Linked DNA regions of Hordeum vulgare: region 2 is linked to region 1. A link is a contact called in public Hi-C data. All regions are on one chromosome and are shown on one strand. Each heading gives the region's core, a stretch centred on a gene start, on an enhancer-like site or on the middle of the called end of the contact. The rest is flanking DNA. Distances are from core to core; before and after follow the strand shown. Region 1 holds the start of LOC123407096 (pre-rRNA-processing protein TSR1 homolog). Region 2 holds the start of LOC123407284.

Region 1 (3,471 bases), core at 478-2,977:
CTGGTCGGGGAGAAGATGGAGAAAAAAGGGAGAGAGAAAAAGAATGAGCGAATTGGTACGCTACAAACTCACTTAGCGGTGGCATCTCGTTGTAATATGTCTTAACTCTTGCTTCTTCAATTTTTAGAGTTGGGAAAGGCCAACTTCTCAACTCCTCTGTTTTTACACCATGTGGTCGAGTCGCTTCTCAATATTAGAATCCACGGAGTCAGAGCTGTTCGGCTCAACTCCAATCTTGGAGAAGGTGGTTGCGGGAGCGTTGTCGAACATGTACTAAATCATCACGTTTTAGACAAGTTGCGAGACTTGGGGTGCTTTTACGTTTTAGGCTTTAAACTACTTATAGTGAGAGTAACTTTAACAGTAACATAAGGTCCAACTCAGCAAATTTGCTTATGCAGCAATGATTTAATGATGAGATGAGTAACATCATACATATCAAGACAAGATGAATCGATAAGTTAATAAATAAAGTGTTGCATGACGCAACACATATGTTACTCTCCAATATAACGGTAGTAACATACATTTTTTTCCGAGAAGAAGATAGTAACATAGATTAATAACATTCATGTTACTCCCCACTATGAGTAGTCTTAGAGCATCTCTTGCACAACCCTTAAAAGTGATCAAACCCATAAAAATAATGTATTTAGTTTCGCAGTGTCAAAAAACACCTTGAATAGATCCCATAAAAGTGGTCAAACTTGTAAACTTCTTTCACGCCCATGAGAATCCACCCCACGACCCTTTATTTACAGTCTTTGAGGCAAAACTGAGGGTGTCCTGAAAACCGATCAACTCTACGCGACAAGGGAATTCCACCATACGCACACGGGCTCCGTTGACCTTCCGCCACGAAACTCGCCCGGAACTCGAGCAACTACGGAGGAGCTAGCTACGATGATAGAGGAGTTAGCTAGCTAGATCCTGGATCGACTCGAGCTAGCTACTGCAACAGAGGAGCTAGCTAGCTCATCTACGATGACGAGCGCTTCGTGAGAGCCGTCGTGGATGCTAGTGGCTCCGTATTTGGCCGCTTCGTGTGATGTCCGTCGACTTCGTAGGAGCGATCTAGGTGATCATGAACACGGACGAGAAAAAGAAAAAAAGTAGAGAAAAAATTATAAATGAATATTTGATTTTACAGTTTAAATTTGAGGGATTTGTTCGGCTGCAACTCAAGACAGACGTTTAAAACACGTTTATCGTAATCTGAAAACCGCGGTTTAGAGCCTGTTTGGGACTGCTCTGCTTCAGAAAATTCAGCTCCGCTCTAGAAAACTTAAGCCAAACGGGGTAGCTCCACGATATACCGCTCTAAAAAAAACTAGAATCTCGGGTCCAACTCCTTGTTTTTTGTGAAGCTCCCTAGGAGATGCTCCATAAAATTATAGAAGCTGGAGTTGGAAGAAAATTACCCACCACTGCCATCAGTAAGTGGATACCCATTCGTTTCTTATCTCTCATCCAATCAAATAGATCCTTTTCACCAAATTTTCCATCCGTAAAGCTGGAGCTAAATGAGAGCCAAACATTCTTTTAAAATGGTTGCAACTTCTATATGAAACTGCTTTAAAGTGAATTTGATGGAGCGGAACTGATTTTGATGGAGTGTAGTAGTCCCAAAGAGAGGCCCTTACTGTCTAGACTCCTGCTTCTCCCTCTCTCGCGAGCTCCGTGTTCGCCCAAAAAAGTGGCCCACGACAGGCCCAATATCTTCTCTGGCAAAACAAAACCAGCAGGCAACGACGGAGAGCTCAACCTCTCGTGCGCGCCGCCACAGCAACCCAAGCCCTAAACCCCAACGCGCCCACCACCTGCCCCGCCGCCGGCGAGATGGGCGGCGCTCGCTCGCAGGTCAACAAGGCGCACAAGACGCGCTTCGCCTCGAAGGCCTCCCGCCACTCGCACAAGATCGGTACAGCACAGCTAGACTCCTGCTTCTCCCTCTCTCGCGAGCTCCCTACGTTTTGCACATCGCTTTTCCCGTCTTTAAAACGGCAAATCTCACTTCTGCCGGGTGCTGCTGTGTCCGCAGATAAGGTCAGGAGCGGGAAGCCGGTGGGCAGCCACCGCGCCGCAGTCAAGGGCGCCCGTGCGGCGCGTCTCCAGCACAGCAAAGCGGTGAGACGCTCTAGCTCAGCGAGCTGCCCCCTTTTGTGCTTTAGCTGCGATGGTCAAGCTTCGGCTATATGATAGACCTGACGAAATTTGAGGCCCTGCATGATTACATTTTTTCTTTTATTATTAGACTATTGTTCGTATCCTGTATATGCTGTTTGGTAGTACTTGCTAGCGATTATACTAGGCGCAAGTGAAGTACTAGAATTTGTTCGCTTTCATTGAGCTCCGTCCTGTTTCGACCATTTTGAAGCCAGATTTCTGTTGACTAACTATAAGCTTAATTTTGCAAAGGTGAAACTGTAACCTTCTGCATTTTGCCTATTAGATTGCTTCAATTTGTATAAATTGTTTTGGTTGAGCTCAAATGTTTCTTCTGCCAACAAGCAGTAGGGGCTCGTGCCGTGTAAAGAATATTTAATTGATAAAATTTGCTTTGGCTTAAAATTTAATCAACTTCTCTTCTTCCAACCTTTCTCTGTTCTTTCTAGATTAAGGGCAGCCTCACAAAATTCATTTCAACTGCACATTATCTTCGTTCACTGTGTATTATTTTTAAGCTACGTGTCTGTCATCCAAATGAATTCTATTATGTTGTTGGATATGTTTTCTGTTGGATTTTCATCGATTTGATGTTTAAAGAGTTTGATCATTACTATCATCATTTTCCATTCTTATCCTATTCCCTGAAATATTTTTAACTTGGGTCGCAGATTCGTGATCAGAAACGCGCAGCCTTGCTAAAGGAGAAGAGGTCATCTAATGGCTCCTCGAGTGCACCCCGTATTATTGTTAGTATTCTTGATATTTGCTCTCGTTGTCCTACACTATTGGCCTATTTTATTGTTTCTTGCTGTCACACAATAGATATAATCTAATCTCTGGTTATTGCAGGTTCTTTGTGGCCTTTCCTCATCTGCAAATGTTGGACCACTTGCAGAAGATCTTTTGACATTTGCAGCAGGAGGAGATGAGAAACTGACTTCCAACACCGTTGCCTCTCCTGCCTATAAACTTCGAACCACGGTTAGTTCAGTAGGAATAGAGTAATAAAGATGCCTGGTACATAATGCAAACATTTATTTTCAACCATTCCATTTTGTGCCTATTCTTGCATCATTTTGCTGTATGTCTGGCCATGACTGGGCTGCACATAATTCTCATTACATATGTACTTGCGTTAATTTTACTGTTTAGTATTTTCTGTTTATCAAATTTAGTTAGTCAATTTCATTATTTTATATTCATGATATTTGTTAAGGTACTGCAAGCACCATATGGCGATCTCACCTCATGCATGGAACTGGCAAAGGTATGCTCTTCGGCCAAACTCAGTATGGCACAATC
Region 2 (3,355 bases), core at 709-3,208, 730 kb before region 1:
TTCTTCGTCGCTCCGGCGATCAGGCAGGACTCGGCGATTATGAACGTGATCCTGGTGATGTGCAGGTAAATGCTTGTCACATATTAAGAAGAGGTAATATAACTCAATCAGTGAAAGGACGACAGCTTTTTTTTTTTCAGCGGGCAAAGGAAATTACCATGAAGATACAAAGTATATGATGGACCAGGCTCTGCTTCCACCGGGCGCGAGGGGTTGGCCAAAGCACATGCACTTTGTAACTCCCATAAGGAGTGACTGGCCCGAGAGGAGAAACAGGAAGGCACCGACACCATAGCCAGTAGAAATGTCGGAGTCGTAAGTGCAATATGTGGAGTTGTTGATGTCCGTGACTATCGAACCCTGTTGTGATAAGAAAGTAATTGATGTGTAAATAAAAACAGAAACACTTCAACTGTTTGGTATCACCAAATGAAAGAAAACTGTTCAAAGTTAACTACTACTGATAAGATTATCAGCCGATTATAAGTACAGAAAGCATCTCTCATGCCACTCTGCGGAAGTGGAAGATCAATCTGCCATTCAAATCCAGCCCGTTTCCTCTCCGTCAAGATCCACGGATTAGCTCCTCCATGGGCCAAATAAGAAATCTTCTTAAAGTAGATGCCCTTGAACATGGTGGACTAGACCTCACGAAGCCTCGGCCAAAATATACACACATCATTTCAATACAGAGGAATCTAGGTTTGAACCAATGATTAACAGATTGACTAGTACCTTCTAGATTAACATTAAGGATGAGATGGGTAGAGTTCTACCTACATGGACAGCGGGCCGTTTGATTTGCAGGTTTGCATCCAACAAGATTTTTCCCAACTGATTCATTTGCACTACATTCATAAGAATTTTCAGTTAACTCGACCCTTTTGGGCAGGTTCCTTTTTTTAGAACAAAGAACATTTACAATGATCAAACACGCGGATTACATTCAGCTTGTAAAAGCTCTCTGAATTCACTAGGTTCCTTTTTTTTCGAGGCCGCAAACGAACAATTTTTGGTGCAAATTCAAATGGGCATGATATTGCACCTAAATCCTCCCTATTATTGCGTTATCATTGGAATCCAGCGAATCAAAGAGGCCAAATATATAGAAACCATACTTGTTTGGAGATGGGACGATTTGGGTTCAAATCTTTACAGTCTGAACGAAATACTAGTAGTACAACAAAATCCTAAAGCAATCAAATCCACATCACTCAAACAGCAAGTATAGCTTATAATTTTCCGTGTTTCTCCCCGGATCGGTGAACGGTTGAACCTGAACGCTCGTGCATCAGCTGAGCACAAGAGCAGATACTAACTCGTGAGAGATGAGAAACTTGATATTTTTTCTTTCAAAATAAATAAATACAACCTCTGTACCTAAATAATTGTAGTTGGGGAGAACTATATTTAGGTACAAGGGAGTAGTACTGTACTAGCAGATTTTAACAAATCTGGGCTGGGCTCACCCCATCTATCAACAAACCCAGATAGGTACGTGCTCAAACAAAACCTAATCTAGCTTTTTCTCCGCCAACCGAGTAACCGAGCGACGGCAGGAATGTCCTACCCAAGAACCCTTGGCGGTTCTTCAGACAAAATCGCCGATAATCTACGGCCGGCCTCTCGGGATCCCTCCGATCCAGAGGCGCGCGGCGGCTGGGGGGCACTTGCAGGAAGCAGGGGCGGGCAGAGAGAAGGGCGCGCGTACCGTGCTGCGGCGGCGCTCGGCGGCGATGGCGAAGCCGAAGGCGGTGAGGCAGAGGGCGATCACCAGAATGTGCACCAGCAGAGAGCTCCAGCTCCTCGTCCCCCCCATCTCTCGCTCGCTCTAGCGTCTCTCCGCTATAGGTCTGGAACTCTGGATGCTGTCCTGTGAGAGCGAGAGTGGGAACGAGGGGGCCGCCGCCGCCTGGGGATGGGGAAAGAAGGCGAAGTGTGAGCGAGTGAGTGAGGAGCGAGCGGGGAGTGGAGGACTGACCGACTGATGAAAGCGGCTGTCCGGCGGGCCCACGTCTGCAAAGGAAAGGGGAGAAGGAAACTGCGTGGAATCCGCCGAGTGGAGTGGGAATCGAACAGAAAAAAAGCGGTTTGATTTTTTCTTTTAAAGAACATCGGCACTTTATTGATTAATTAGACAATATTACAAAGAGTCTTTCGGATACAATCCGAAGCAGAATGAAACACTTAGACTAACAGAGTTCATACATGACTTAGCTAACAAATGTGCCGCTACATTTAAATGTCCGACGAACGTGTTTGAACATCACTGAAACGAAGACGCTTGTCGCATACTTGATATCAACCACAACCAAACCAATAAAAGATCGATCATGGACAGAAGAATTCAACCGTTGCACCAGTGGCAAGCAATCCGAGGCCAACAAAACATCGGAGAAATGCTCATCACGCGCCAAATAAACTGCTCTTCGCATAACAATTGCTTCTACCATCTCAAGACTCAAGAATACCAAAAATTGGTTCACTACATGTAGCCACACAATGTCCCTCATGGTTCCTGGCAACGACCCCGACACCTGATCTATTTAAATCCAAAAAAACTGCAGCATCTGAGTTGAAGAAAATAGTACCTGGCGGCGGCGGCGACCACTCCGAGTTGGAGGTATTGGTCTCACACCTGTGCCCAACGGTAGGACTATATAAGTGCTGCAAAATCATAGAAATATAAGCTTTTATCTTCTCAGCTGTGCAACGGGGACGGGGAGCATCTGGATTATTTCTAGCATAGTTGGGAGCCTCACTGTAAGAACTGTAGCCTCATAGTCAAAAGGACGATATCGCCCTTCGCCAAATCTTCTATATCTTTTTCTTTACCTTAATAATAAAAGCCCTTGTATTTTTTAATAATTAACACATGTTACATTTTTAAGTGGTACTCATCTTACCATTTAGTTTGTCGAAACACTTGTACATTCAGTTTACAGTTCAGTTTACACGTGAAGAACGAGTGGGGCGGTGGTGGTTGTAGGGACTGTGATCCGGTGACTTGCTGTGGACAAGTCATCGGTGAACAGTACGGTGCCTGGCACCCTTTCTATACAGTCCGATCAAAGACGAATGGATGGATCTTCGTAAACAGTATTCAAACTATAGTACATTTTCTACAGGAAATCGCACATATAGCACGCACTACAGTGACTCACGTACAGTGTTTGATCTCGTCTGTTCATCCTTCATCCAACGGCTAGCTTCCTCCACTTACGGTGTGACTGGCCACATGCCGGTCACTGGATCTCGGTCTGCACTCTATTCTTCTCTCACTCAATTGTACGAGTAGCTCATCTCCGTAAACATGCACCATCATCACATTTGGCCATTGCCGGCCACCCTGTGC

What was found. A called contact is a pair of places that touch in the nucleus more often than the background predicts.
Region 2: a Hi-C map of seedling shows a contact between it and region 1, with 3 times the contacts expected there. The contact joins the promoter of LOC123407284 here to the promoter of LOC123407096 in region 1. A contact is called at or near these places in 2 of 6 Hi-C or Micro-C datasets (leaf and seedling) and 1 of 1 datasets of contacts at active chromatin or transcription factors (embryo).

What each region holds. Positions count from the first base shown.
Region 1 is chr7H:482,756,612-482,760,082 of MorexV3_pseudomolecules_assembly, reverse strand. It overlaps LOC123407096 (pre-rRNA-processing protein TSR1 homolog), which reads left to right and starts at 1,727. Exons shown (of 21, transcript XM_045100140.1): 1 at 1,727-1,921; 2 at 2,042-2,127; 3 at 2,838-2,915; 4 at 3,019-3,150; 5 at 3,386-3,436. The coding sequence starts at 1,840.
Region 2 is chr7H:483,483,065-483,486,419 of MorexV3_pseudomolecules_assembly, reverse strand. LOC123407284 reads right to left here and starts at 1,958. Exons shown (of 3, transcript XM_045100389.1): 1 at 1,712-1,958; 2 at 158-360; 3 at 1-51. The coding sequence starts at 1,819.